Regions from separate parts of the Mus musculus genome. Here region 1 is linked to region 2. The links are chromatin contacts, called in public Hi-C maps. All regions are on one chromosome and are shown on one strand. Each heading gives the region's core, a stretch centred on a gene start, on an enhancer-like site or on the middle of the called end of the contact. The rest is flanking DNA. Distances are from core to core; before and after follow the strand shown.

Region 1 (6,799 bases), core at 2,926-5,425, 190 kb after region 2:
GTGAGTACATATACAGGTGTACCCAGGCATCCTCAGATCCTCTAGAAGTGGGGTTATGGGCAGTAGAGAGAATCTCTTGTGTACTGCATCACTTACCTATAAAAAAGCTTTTGGCCTATTAGCTTAGGTAGGAAATGGGAGGTGGGAATTCTGACAGGAGAGGGAATTCTGGGATAGAGTCAGGCGCAGGAGAGATTCATCTGAACTCTGATGGAGATAGTCACATGAACCGAGGAGAGGTAACTAGCCGTGTGGTAGGATGTAGACTAGAATAAACAGGGTAAGTGGGTTCTGAGCTAGCAGGAGTGAGCCAAAGCTTTTGACCTAGGCACTTATTCACAAATAATTCAGTTCTGCCTGGGGTTGTTATTTTGGGAACTTGGGGGAGATTGGAAAAGCCCCACGGTTACAATGAGCAGTTGTGAGCCCCGACTCCCCCATGAGAGCACTGGGAACTAAACTTGTATTCTCCGCAAGTGCTCTTGACTGCTACGCCATCTCACCAGCCCCTCAAGCTAGTTTTCTTTGGGGGGATTTTTTGTTACTGTTTTGTTTGTGTCAGTCTTATTCTGTAGCCCTAGACTGTCCCCGAACCAACAGTGATCATCAAGCCGCCCGAGGACTGGGATTATAGTGTCTTAGTCACTGTTCTATTGCTGTAAAGAGACACCATGACCATGACCATGACCACCACAGTAACTCTTACAAAGGAAAGCATTTAATTGGAGGCTTCCTTCCAGTGTTAGAAGCTTTGTCCATTATCTCATAGTGGGGAGTGTGGGAGCAGCCATGGCAGACATAGTGCTGGAGAAGTAGTGGAGAGCTACATCCCCATCTGAGGCAGAGGGGGAGGGAGAGAGAGGCAGGCTGAGACTGGCTGGGCCTGCCTGGCTTGGGCTTTTGAAACCTGAAAGCCCATCCCCAGTGACATACCTCCTCCAACAAGGCCACATCTATCCCTACAAGGCCACTCCTCTTAATCTTTTCAGACAGTTCCATTGGCTGGTGACTGAGCATTCAAATGTATGGGCCTTTGGGTGTGTGTGTGGGGGGGGACACATTTGTATTCAAACCACAATAGGGGTGAGCCTCTTTTGGGCCACAGAGTTTCTGAGACCATGCTGACATCTGTGGGCCATATCCCCGAAAGAATACTCCTGGACTCTAACACACACTGACACCGTGCTGTGTCTGCCCTACGGGTGCCTGTGATGCCAAAGCTCTCCCCACCCCTGTCTGTCAGTAGGCCAGCTACACCCAGCTACAAGCCAGCAATGTTTCAAAAGACATGTGTAAATCCAAACTGAGGCCCAGAGGGTAGCGAGACTGCAGTGCCAACCCTAGCCAAGGAGGATTAATTACTCAGCAGTGGCAGGTCTGTCAACCTCAGAGATGACCTTACTAGATGACTAAACACACGGTTCCACTAGACTCCTTTGTTCCTATTCCTGGTTCAAAGATGCCTTTGGGGCTGGAGAGATGTCTCAGTGCTTAGGTGTCCTAGCTACTCTTACAGAGGACCTGGGCTCAAGTCTTCACCAACCATCAGTAACTCCAGTCCCAAGGCCTCTGAGGATACCAGGCATGCCAGCCACACCCATGGTGCCCAGACATACATGCAGACAAAATACCCGAGGGCCAGAAATTATAAAACGGTTGGAAGTATAACCAGACCTCATTATGTATGATACAAAGTGTGAAAATCACACCAATAGTGGCAAAGACTGTATCCCACATCCATGCCATAAAACCCACGACCTGGGAACCAAAATAACGGTTTGGCCTCAGCCCTCAGACTTGACATCTGAAATCTGACATCCCTTGCTCGTGCCTGCAGGTGCCAAGTAATGTCAGGCTGTGATTCCTGGTGGCAACATACCAGAGGGTACTCACCCCTGATTCCTTGAATCAGGAGCAACCTTGAGTCTGTCAGTTCACAGATGTGAGTGCTTCCAAACATGGCAGGAGCTAGGCAAGATGGTTTTGTACGTGGGGTAACTGTTCCCGAGATATCTGTAGTTCTGAAAGTCTCCAGGGCTGGCATATTTGGCTGTCTGTGTAGCGTTGCACTGAAGTCTCACAGTTTGCCGCTGCTGCTCCCCACTGGCTGGCGTGATCCATATTCATTGAGAAGGACGAACTGAACAATAGCAGTTCATTTTCATAAGGTCTGAAATCAGAGAACCTTTCCTGGAATCTGATCTTCAGCTCCTTCGTTCTGGGAATGTAGCTGTGGCCGTGGCTTTCGTTTTCAGAGCCTAATTTAAGCATGGAGAAGTGGGCCAGACAGAGTCCTTGTCAAAGTCAAGACAAAGACAGTTCTGCCAGGAATGAGCGAACTGAATCATATGTATAACTGTCATGGATACCCTGCCAAGAATTATCGAATATATTTAAATGGCTTGTGATAGCAACCAAAAAGGCCAATTCTTTGGCCTTAACTCTAATCATGACCCAGACATGGGGTTCCCTGAAGAGGACATGAACAAGCCAGTTTCGCCCAATGGTTCAAAATCTGCTTTAGTACCGTATCACAATTTGGCTGCCATATCGTTCAATTAACTCCCTGAAAAAAGCTCTGAACCATGGTATGGGAAGGTGGTGTGTGTGTGTGTGTATGTGTGTGTGTGTGTGTGTGTGTGTGTGTGTGTGTGTGTGTGTCCAGGTTATGATGTGGGGCTAGCCAGGGCTATTGGCTATGTAGTTAGAGATGACCCTGAGAGCCTGATTCTCCTGTCTCCACCTCCATGACGTGACCCAAGTAGGTTTCCAACACAATGATTCCAGGCCAGTGGTACCACAGACAGACTAAGCCCCACCTTTGATTCTAATATGGCAATAAACTGCTTCATACCTCCCATGGCCAAATCACCATCAAGCTAACACTTACTAATTTTAACCAGTCCACATTAAGCTTTTTAAAACTTTCTCGACCTAAAAGAATATAATCTCTCCTGATGTCATGCTCGCCATAGATACAACATCCAAAAGTTCCCCAGGAACATCAGAGCTTTTGTCATCAAGAGGCCAGGAGATGGCTCGTTGAGTAGAGACATTTGGCACCAAGTCTGATGACTTCAGTTTGATCCCTTTGGACCTTTCACTGTTTCGTTGACGCCTCCCCTCCCACTCCTACGAAGTAAGTGCTTGCTGACTTCCATCGCTGAACCTGTCAGCTTGCTTGGTCTAACTTCAAAGGCACCACTTTTCTTGGTTAATTATATTTGGATGCTGGGAAGATGGCCCAGATGTTAAGAGTGTACACTCTTCACCTCTGGAGGCTCACAACCACCGTAACGCCAGCTCCAGAGGGACCCAGTGCCTCAGGCTTCCATCGACACCCACACCCACACACACACAATTAAAAATAATAGCTTTAGATCACCTCTCTCTCTCTCCCTTTCTCTCTCCGTGTGTGTGTGTGTGTGTGTGTGTGTGTGTGTGTGTGTGTACTTGCTGCAGCACACATGTGGCAATCAGAGGATATCACGCAGGAGGTGGCTCTCTCTTTGCAGCATGTGAGACCTGCCGGTGGCAGGTTCCTTAGCCTGAAACGATTCTCCTCCCACCCATTTCCCTCTTCCTAGCAGCGGCTAAGATTTACATCTTGCTTGCTCTGTTGCTTGACTTTTAAATGCTAGTAAAATGCTCCTTGGTTTTAACTGCATTTTATTAACAAGACTAAGAACCAGCATAAGAGAGCTCCAAGTCCAGGGTAAAGCCACCACATCAGCCTGCTTTTCACGTTCACATGGAATGCTTTACTTATGCTGGAAAATATTAAAAATTGGCATAAAAACATGACAATTTTTTTGGTGCTTTAGTGTGGTTAAATATAGCACCTTCTGGTTTTGCAACAACCTAGAAATAGAAATTCCTCACCCTCAAAAAAGCTTGTATCTAGGAACAGCGTTTTAAAATACAGAACACTACTACCAACTCTTTAAGTGGAATAAAGACTTCATACCAACACAAAAGTAGCAAGTAGCACCCCCGCAGCTCAAATACCTCAGCTCTCCAGCCTCAGTAACGGTGGATTCATTACTACACACAGACCACTGGCAACTCAAGCCACAACCAGGAACTCCTGCTGCCGAAGCTGGTCTGCACGTTCCTGTCCCCAGTGACTTTTCTCCTGTAACACCATTGCTGAGACTGCAACACACACACTCTAGAGCCACATGAGCCGGTAGGATGTGGCAGGCCAGCCCAGGGCTACATGCCAGCCGGCTCCTCCATGCCCTTCCCGGATACCACTCAACACCCAGATGCTAACACTTTTAACCATAAGGAAACGTAGCAGCCAAGGAGCGTGTCTAGGGTTGTCCCCTCAGTCCTTTACATTGCTGTCTGGTTACCACAAAATTACACCGCTTTATTGCTTACCTCAGGGGAGGATGGGGATCAAGGCTCAGGCCCAGGGTCTGCATGGACTCTGGTTGGTCCAGTTACAGGGGGCCTGTCACTTTTCAGGCCATCTGTCCTGGAGGAGCTGGCCCTGCTGCACCCATCCTACTGGCTCTTGGAGGTGGGGGTTGGGTGGGGGGAGGTCCTGACAGTGGCTTTACAGGAGGAAGGTCACTGGGGACAGGAATGTGTGAGCTGACTTAGGCAGCAGGAGTTACCAGTTGTGGCTTGGGTTGCCTTGATAAGCTTGGACAGCAATCCAGAAGTATTGGGTATGAAACCCCCAGGAGTCAGCCGTTTGTGGTGCTGCTGAAAGGGGGACGACTGGAGAATCAGGAATTCATCACCACCCTTGGCTCCACTGAGACTTTGACAGCAGTGGGAAACATGAGGCCTTGTCTCAAAAGTGTGTGTGTGTGTGTGTGTGTGTGTGTGTGTGTGTGTGTGTGTGTGTGTGTTAAGGGTGAGGAAAAGTGTACCAAGGTAAGGAGCCCTAGACTGCCCCTGTGCACATATGTATAATGTACATGTGTGTATGGTGTGCCCCTGTGCACATATGTATAATGTACATGTGTGTATGGTGTGTATGTATCTTTTTACACATGTGGTATATATGTGTGCATGTGGAGGCCTAAGGTTAATACCAGGAATTATCCTGGATTCTTCTTGCATCTTCTCTATTGAAGCAGAGTCTCAATCGAAACCAGAGCTTGAGGGGCTGGAGCGATGGCTCAGTAGTTAAGAGCACTGACTGCTCTTCCAGAGGTCCTGAGTTCAATTCCCAGCAACCACATGGTGGCTCACACCCATCTGTAATAGAATCCTCTTCTGCTGTGTGTGAAGAGAGCTGCAGTGTACTCATATACATAAAATAAAGGAATCTTTAAAAACAAACAAACAGAAAACCAGAGCTTGAAGGTATGACCAACCTTACTAGCTGACTTGTTCCGGGATATCCTGCCTGTGCCTTCTGAGGTTGGAATTCCAGCCTGAGGCCCCTCCCCCACCCCACTCCCACCCCACCCCCTGCACCCTCTGCACACACCAGGCATCTACACAGGCTTCTGTGGATCCGAACTTTAAACAGCAAGAACTCTCAGCCCTCACTAAACACTCACCTAACTTTTTAAATTTTATTTTATTATTTTCTTTTTTTTTTTTTTTTTCTTTCGGTTTCTCTGTGTAGCCCTGGCTGTCCTGGAACTCACTCTGCAGACCAGGCTGGCCTCGAGCTCAGAAATCTGCCCGCCTCTGCCTCCGAAGTGCTGGTATTAAAGGCTTGAGCCACCACTGCCCGGCTCACCTAACTTCCTTTACAAGACAATAGTGTGGCCACAAGCCAGAAGGCCAAGTGGGGGAGAGGTCTCTAAGCAGCAGAAGTGCTTGGAGACCGCGGGATCATCCACACGGTCTCTATCGACACACACGGTAGTGCAGGGGTGCCATGCCTATGAACCAGATTCTATGAGAAAGAGAGATGTTACAACACACATCCCAAACACGCCATATCCTTTCAGAAAAGTTGGCTCCTAGCCCGAGGAGCACAAAGCGCTACCCTGACACTGCACAGGAGCAGCAGCGCCCCCTAGGGGCACTACAGGGCCGATGCTTCTGGTTGTGCCCTGTGAGTGCCCTAGGTAGGGATCGCTGCTACCCTCTCCATCCTAGCCCATTTTCTCAAGGACCGAGCTTGGCTGCTATTCCAGGAGCCACCGGTGGCCTATGACTTATGGAACCTGGCCATTGAGAGCCTGAGGACACCCTCGATAGATGTGGCAAGTTCACAGCAAGAAGCACATTATACCTCACGTCTTCCTATGTGCCCGTCTTCCCATGTTCCCTGTGCTTCTCTGGTGGAACAGCCCTTCACACACACACACACACACACACACACACACACACACACACACACACACACACGGACTCCACCCCTCAGGAACACTGTTCCATGTGACACTGAACAGAAGTCTCTTGGAGTCCAGAGGTGGTCTCTGAGAAAAGTTCTGACATCTACCCATGGGCTGGCTACCCAGTGCTTGTGACAGGTGGCCCTTGAGAACTCAACTTGAAATAGCATCTTTCCACAGGCCCCTTTGTTCCCAGAATCCCTCTTGTCTCGCCCACCACTCTCCAAGGGTGCTTAGGACCTCATGCTGTGTGCACCCTGTCACCACACATCCAGGATCATCCCTGAGGAAACTCCCTTCCTACAGGGAACTTTTCTCTCAGCTCCGTGGTCCACTGTAGCCTCTATGAGATTCCCACTGCCATCAGAGTATCTCTTCCTTCCCCCTTAGCCTCTGCTGACTGCTCATGGGCCCTGTGCCTCCCCTCTTTGCTTAGCCAGAATCTGTGCAATAGTAGATCAAACAGAGAGGGTGGCTTTTCTTCC
Region 2 (7,255 bases), core at 3,414-5,913:
ATTCAAAATAGGTTTACTAAACATTTCACTACATGTGAACATGAAAGGAAATACCAATGATTATCAATTGTGCTGAACCAGAATTATCTTTTAACACCGATTCTTGTAGGGTGGCATGAAATAGCAAAAACAAATAAACAAAAAACCCACAAAAAACAAGAACAAAAAACTGTTGGCTTATTCCTGTGGTATTCTCTAGAAATGAATTCTATCTGTCATTCCACTGTCAGCAGACATTGAAGTGTTTTAAGTCCCGTATCTTCTGCTGGCCTACACTGAGACCACATCCTCAGGATAGCTTTGCCTATCCCCAGCTTCCCTGTTGAGATGAGTTAGGCTGTCACCACAGAGGTGTGTAACATGCATACCTCACCAGCTGTGTTGCAGTCGTGAGGAAGTGGGAGCCTGACCATGGTTAATGCTCTGGCTTAAGCACTAGAGTAGGTTCTGGCTAACCTCTAAGCCAGCGAGCATACTCACCAGTCATCAGTGAGATGACTCAAGCAGAGGCAGTCACAACCTGCTTGCCCCCTTCCTGAGTCTCCCATGGTCTTGCCACTTAGTGGCAGTATTGTGTGATTCATAAACACGCTAGCCTGGTTAAAAATCCCACCTCTACAGCCAGCTGTTGAGGTTGGACACTTCCTGTGCCACTGTACCTCCGCTTCTTTATCGTGAAACAAGACGAGTGGAGTAACTACTGCAGGCTTGTTGTGAGGAAGACGATGAGTATGCTGTGGGGACTGTATGTTACACTGCTGGACAGTGGGTGTAAGCACTCAGGGTGTTGGCTAGCATTTTTAGTGACGTAAGGGCAGGGTCACCTGCAGAAAACAAGGGGTGGGTTTGTGGAGGGTGTTAAGAGGACAGGGGAGGAGGCATGACCCAATTCCTTGATCAGTGGACGAATACTGGGCCCCGTGGTAATACTCCTTGTGGGTACTCATCCCTTCCCCCTGGAGGAAGCCCCAGTTGTGGAACAGAGCCAAACGGGGCTTTGCAATTGCAGTATTCCTCTGGAGAACAAGGACTCATTTACACTTTACATTTTTAAAATTAGTACTTTTTTATTGTATGGCCCAGGCTGGCCTAAAATTTACAATTTAGTCCAGGCTAGCCTTGAACTTGTAGTAAGACTCCTGTCTCAGCCTCCAAGTTAGCTGCCATACCCAGCTTGTTATAATAAACATGAGATGTAAAAAGCTGCTTAAGAATTCTCTCTGGAATGCATTTATTTTTGTGTATGTATGTGTTCCAGTTTACCTGTGTATACACCACATGCATGGCTTGCAGAGGCCAGAAGAGGGTATTGGGTCCTGTCAGTATTCTTTGTAATGTGGGTCAATCAAAGAAAGGGGGGTACTACAGAATGTAATTCAGACTCTAAGGCAGCAGGAATGGAACCTTGATCAGCCATGCAAAGATATTTTTATTGTTAAACAAAAGCTGTTGGGGGGGGGTGTAAAACAAGTTCCTCATCCCAGAGTCCCTAATCTAATCTGTTTTTCCTGAAGGAAAACCTCGGGCCTCTGCAACTTTAGTCCCATTGTGTAGTGTTTGCAGTGCGTAACAATAGAAGACCTTCCAGGTGTGCCAGGAGTGTCCCCTGACCAAGGTCATGCAAAGACTGAAAAGCTCCTTCAGAACAATAAGTCCATAGACAACAGAAAACAATCACTGATTTCTACAATGATTTCTTCAAGGTCAAGGCACTTCCAGAAAACTACTGTCACTGATGTCTACCCTAGTCACTGATGTCTACCCTGGAGACAGTGAAAAGCAACTGTTTCCTTCTGAGGTTTACCCTAGAGTGATTCTACTAGCATTCCTATGACAGGGTTCCCAGAAATTGGAGTTACAGATGGTTGTGAGCCACCATATTAGTGCTAGGAATGGAACCTTTATCCTCTGTAAGAGCAGCAAGTACCCTTAACTGCTGAGCCATGTCTCCAGCCCTCCACGAGACTTCCCAGTGTTAATATTTTACACAAGCCCTATGCAGTTAGCAAACTCAAAAAGTCAGCATGGGTTTAGGGAGTTGGACTTACGTGACTGACACAGCCTATAATCACTGTACTTGGGAGGCTGAGGTGGGAGGGTCAGCCTGGGCCACACAGTGAGACTCTGTTTGAACACAGAAACTAAAACAAAACCTAGTATGTAATTTTTTTCTTATTATGTAAGTAATTCATGCTTATTACAGAAAATTTGCATACCACTGAAATCTAAGAAGAATTAAATTTAGCTACATAAAATCCATCCAGCATTACAGGCAGGGCTGATCTGGCTGACACTGGAATTCTGGGAGCTGAGTTGGGTGGCAGTTGGGCCACTTCAGGATCCTTTGGTCTAAGCAGGTGTCCTGACTGATTGATGCTCAGGAGATGTAATGGCATGCCCGCCCTTTGCCCCTTTCTTCTCTTTGAACTTGCTGCGGTGCTGGGTGCTTCGCAGGAAGCTGAAGGATGTCCCGCTACTGCCCTCCCTGGATTATGAGAAGCTGAAGAAGGATTTGATCTGGGGGAGTGACCGCTTGAAAGCCTTCTTGTTGCAGGCTCTGCGCTGGGTAGGTACCTTCCCCTTGAAGTTAAAAACAAAAAGCAGAGAGGCCAAGCCAACACTGCTTTTCTTGATTGGCGACCTGGTAACTTGGCTGGAATCACGTAACCCCTGTACTAAAAATCCCTTCCTGCTACCTGCCAACACCAAGACCTGAGGTCAAAAGCTGCTCACTGGCTCCAGCCAGGTGTGGGAGCACCAGCCTTTTACTCCAGTTTACAGAAGGCAGGGGGAGCTAGAGGTCTGTAAATTCAGGACCAGCCTGCTCTACACAGCAGGAGCTAGACCAGCCAAGGCTACATCGTAAGGCCCTTCCCCCAACCCCAGCAAGAAAATCAGCTCCTGAAACAGGCCTTAGTCTTACTGTGACACATTCTATATTGTTGTCAACTGACGTCACCTGTCACCTTCATGTGTGATGTGGCAGCCACCCCTGCCTGGTCACATGCTGTATTCAACTTGGGGCCTGCATTTTAGTTAGAGTATGTAGGCAGGCCCAGCCAATCACGACTCCAGAGAGCCCTGGGAACAGATACTGATCAGTAGCCACACTGGGTAGGCCTCAGGACAAACACAAGTCTCATCTGGGTTCCCATGCCTCCTCAGTCTGGGTTGACCGGTTGCAGCCTGGGTCAGTTTTCAAGCATTCCAGACCCCTCTGCATTTTCAAGTTATATGCCCAGAGTTCTCTGAACTACACTTTGAGAATCTTTCACCAAACAATCCTTTCAAACTCACCCCAGAGTACTGTCAGGCTCCTTGGTGGATCCCCATAGTTCAGAGAACCCTGGGGCCAGAATTCTTCAAGTAGCCTCACTACCCTTGAGTAGAAATAGTCCTCAGCGGTGCTTAGCATCCTAACCTGGCCTCATTGGGAACTACGAGGGATACTGGGGACCCAAGGGAACCCTGCGGTCTCTGCTTTGGTTTGTAAGGGCCTGTTGACCAGGTGGGTGGGCAGGGAGAGTGATCAACCAGGACTGCCCACCCTGGTCTGCTCATGTTACCACACTCACCCTGCTTGGCCACCCAGCTGGGATGCAGTCCATTCACTCCCTGGGCTTCTTGCTGAGAAAGGGCTTCCCTTAGAGGAGAAAACTTTAATAATCAGATAATCAGAAAAGGATTGCTTTGCCTTTGTTTCTCTCCAGTTCCCATGCACCCTCATGGCTCCATAGTAATTTCCCCAAGTGACATTTTAAGTAGTCCTTTAGCAGCCCCATCTTCTGTGGTGATCAGGTCAGTTAATAGTTCTTCCCTCCCTCTGAAGGCCTTTCCTTCTTCCTGTCTGTGGTGTCTATTGGCTGTGGCCTGGCTTTTGCCCATGCTGCAAACCAGGATGTGTCAAGCACACCACATTGTCCTCAGGCAGAAGCCGATTCTGAACCACAAGGTGTTTATTTTCCTGGAAAAGCAATCACATTTGCTCTTGTCAGGTACACAGCTTTCTCCTGTCCTAACACAGACTGCCATGTGCAGCGTGGGCAAGGGCCAGGTCAGAGCCAGGAGACACAAAGACAGGAGGAAGGAGAGGCCTTCAGAGGGAAGGAGGAGCTGCTAGCTGACCAGATCACCACTGAAGAGGGATTGCTAAAGGACTGTGCCAAAAATGTCGCATGGAGGATTGCTGTGGAGCCACATACTTCCCTCCAAATCTTCTTCCTTATGGACATTACATGAATTCATATAGCAGCATAACAAATTGAATGCCTTCCCAGATTCTAACCAGCTAGGCAACCTCTCTCCCATCTGCCTCCCCAACCTGTTGCTCGTCTGTCCCTCTTGGATAGGGTCATTGGGAGTGTCCTACAGGTAGCCTGAGCCCCACTCTTTGAACTAGAGTTTTCTCTGAACACTCCCTCCCCTCCCCACAGACACATACACACACAGACACACAAACACACACAGACACACACACACACACACACACACGACACCCCTTCTGCCTTGCTGCTTGATCATCTGCCCACTTTTTAGGGCCTAGTTCTTCCTGGGTAGGAATTTGTTGCTTCTGCTTTTTCTTTACAGCGCTTGACCACATCCCATCCGGGGGAGCAGAGGGAGACAGTCCTGCAAGCCTACATCAGCAATGACCTCTTGGATTGCCACAGCCATAACCAGGTGAGTAAGAGGCAGCCAGGCCTTGTGGTGGGGAGGCCCTTGGCAGACTCCAGGCTTGTCCACGTCCTGAGCTTGCCCGGCATTTCCTATTCAGCTACTTGAGGGTCTGTGTTCACCTCTTGACCTACTTCAGTCGTGGAGAAGATTCCCAAAAAAGCCAGATGGCCTGATGCTCTCTCTGCCTCTTTTCTGTTAGTTTTCCTTTTCCCATTCCCCTCCTCCCACTTGAATGATGCTTCATTTTCAGAGTTTGTAGCTGGTGTTACAATAGTGAGTTTTGTCAAATGCTATAATCTCTATAGCCATGGAAGGATGTAATTCCTTCAAATCCACTGTTACTTGGTGTCTTGGTGTCTTGTTTTGGTGTTGGTATTGGTGTTAGGGTCTCACAGTGTCCAGGCTGGCTTCAAATTTACTCTGAAGGCTGAAGATGATTTGACCTTCTGATCTTCCTTCATCTACAACCCCGAAGGCTGGCATTGGAGGCGTGTTGCCTGGGCCTGGCTTATATATGGTGCTGGGGATGGAAGTCAGGGCTTCGCAAATACTCTACTAGACAAGAACCCTACCAACTGAGATCATCCCCAGCGCTGTTTTCTTTCTAGTTATTTAGTTATTTATCTATTTATTTTCTTGTTTCTTTTAAGAGGGAATGGTTTAGAATTCTCTGAAATTAGCAAAGAACTTGCAGAGTGGGATGACTCCTTGGTAAGGCTGATCCTGGGTTACCATGACTCCAAAGTGGATTGGCCTGATCAGAGGGGAAACTGAGCTGTCTGGCTAATAATTTCTCTCTTAGTAATTCTCAAATTTAGGATGTGGCATTGCTAATCTGAAGGTCTCATTAAGATTTTACAATAGGGGGCCAGAGAGCTGGTTCAGTGGGTAAGAGCACTGACTGCTCTTCTGAAGGTCCTGAGTTCAGTTCCCAGCAACCACAGGTGGCTCACAACCATCTGTAATGAGATCTGACACCTTCTTCTGGGATGTCTGAAGACAGCTACAGTGTACTTACATAAAATAAATAAATAAATGTTTTAAAAAAAGATTTTACAATAGACAGTGGCAGCGCCCAGCTTTAATCCCAGCATTCGAGAGGCAGAGGCAATTGAATCTCAAGTTGAGGCCAGCCTGGTCTACAAAGAGAGCTCCAGGGCAGCCAGGGCTACATAGCAAGATCCTGTCTCAAAACAAAACAAAACCTACCTTGAGCTGGAAAGATGGCTCAATTGTTACAGGTCAGGCTCATAACCAAAAATATAAGAAACAGTCACGTCCACAGAGAGAAAAGGATGCATGCTTGTGGTCAGCTCTGCCTCGTCACTCTCGGAGCACGGGAGCACGGGACCTCCTGTTCAGGAGCTGGCCTGCCCACGCTCAAAATGGGGATAATCCTCATAGGCTCCCAGAGGGCAGCCTGATCTGGAAGCACCGCACTGTAATAAAATAAATATTTTACTTTTGCCAATCTCCGTTGTTGTTTTTTTCCCTCCCATCTACCTCTCCCTGAATCTCAGTTTTTTTAAGAACAGACTGAGATGGGGCTAGGGGAAAGGTAGGTCAGTTGAGGTTCAATGCAAACATGGATTCCAGTGCCCATGATAGAAAGAAGGCAGGCAGGCAGGCAACCTGGCTGGGTGCTGTGACATGTTCCTGTCCCAGTGCAGGGGAGGCAGAGACAAGGGATCCCTGGGGCTTGCTGGCCAGCCAGGCCACCAAATCAGGGTTTCGGGCTCCATGAGAGACCCTGTCCCTAAAGATAAGCTGAGGAGTGATTGGTGAAGTCACCTCTGGGCTCCACATGAGTGCATTTGTGCAGTCTCGCGCACACACACAAGCAAAAACAAAATCCAAGGATGTCAGGAGCCACGAGAGAGAGCTGTTTGGAAGGTTGTCCTCTGGGCTGTTGAAATGTCACTTCTGCAGTACATACTCACTGTGAACACTCTTCTGGCTGTGCCCTGGTGACCTGTAAGGTGTCTGTACTGTTATGCTTCAGTGGAAGTTTGCCTAAAGATGGTACAAGGACAGTTGGCATCTTGGGGGTGGCATGTGGCCCTTTCACTCAGCCTGGTTCAGTCGGAGTCCTCTGTAACACGTAGAGGCCACCATTCAGGAGCCTTGCTTCTCCAAACTTCTGTTGACTCTTCCTGGCTCATCTCTCCTGAACTGATGCTCTCTCCAGCCTCCTTCTCTTCCTCTACTTCCCCATGCCCTCCTTTCTGAACACAGGGTTTTTTTTTTTTAAATATTCTTCTTCTAAGTTACATTGCAGCTACTGTTTTTTGTTGTTGTTGTTGTTTTTAGATTGTGTGTGTGTCTGTGTGTGAATGTTTGCCTGCTTGTACTTAAGTGCACCATGTGATGCTATGTCTGAGGTTAGAAGAGGGCATTGGATCCCCTGGAATTGAAGTTATTCATGGTTGATAGCTGGAATATGGGTCCTCTGCAAGAACAGCAAGTGCTCTTAGCTGCTGAGCTATCCCTCCAGCCTTGTTGCCGTTGGTTTTTGAGAGTATTTCACTATAGCCTAGGCTGGCTTCAAACTGGAGATTGTCCTGCCTCTGCCTCCCAG

Evidence for each region. Hi-C and Micro-C count contacts between places; a contact is called where the count stands out from the background.
Region 1: a Hi-C map of bone marrow-derived macrophages shows a contact between it and region 2, with 31 read pairs. The contact joins two enhancer-like sites. A contact is called at or near these places in 1 of 39 promoter capture datasets (embryonic stem cells), 1 of 15 datasets of contacts at CTCF or cohesin (large pre-B cells), 2 of 484 Hi-C or Micro-C datasets (bone marrow-derived macrophages and embryonic stem cells), 10 of 115 datasets of contacts at active chromatin or transcription factors (the HPC-7 cell line, acute myeloid leukemia, craniofacial prominence and 6 more) and 3 of 9 other capture datasets (adipose tissue, liver and pancreatic islet).

The regions. Positions count from the first base shown.
Region 1 is chr1:86,375,271-86,382,069 of GRCm38.p6, forward strand. No RefSeq gene overlaps it. Among named protein-coding and RNA genes, the nearest start is that of Nmur1, 9.5 kb to the right of the region's middle. Within about 2 kb of position 4,176, at least 61 of the 459 cell types and tissues checked have an H3K27ac peak or open chromatin away from gene starts, as enhancers often do. A contact at or near this core is called in acute myeloid leukemia and bone marrow-derived macrophages, where this site is marked.
Region 2 is chr1:86,186,423-86,193,677 of GRCm38.p6, forward strand. It overlaps Armc9 (armadillo repeat containing 9), which reads left to right. Exons shown (of 25, transcript NM_030184.2): 11 at 2,455-2,566; 12 at 4,588-4,680. Among named protein-coding and RNA genes, the nearest start is that of Armc9, 35 kb to the left of the region's middle. Within about 2 kb of position 4,664, at least 33 of the 459 cell types and tissues checked have an H3K27ac peak or open chromatin away from gene starts, as enhancers often do. A contact at or near this core is called in acute myeloid leukemia and bone marrow-derived macrophages, where this site is marked.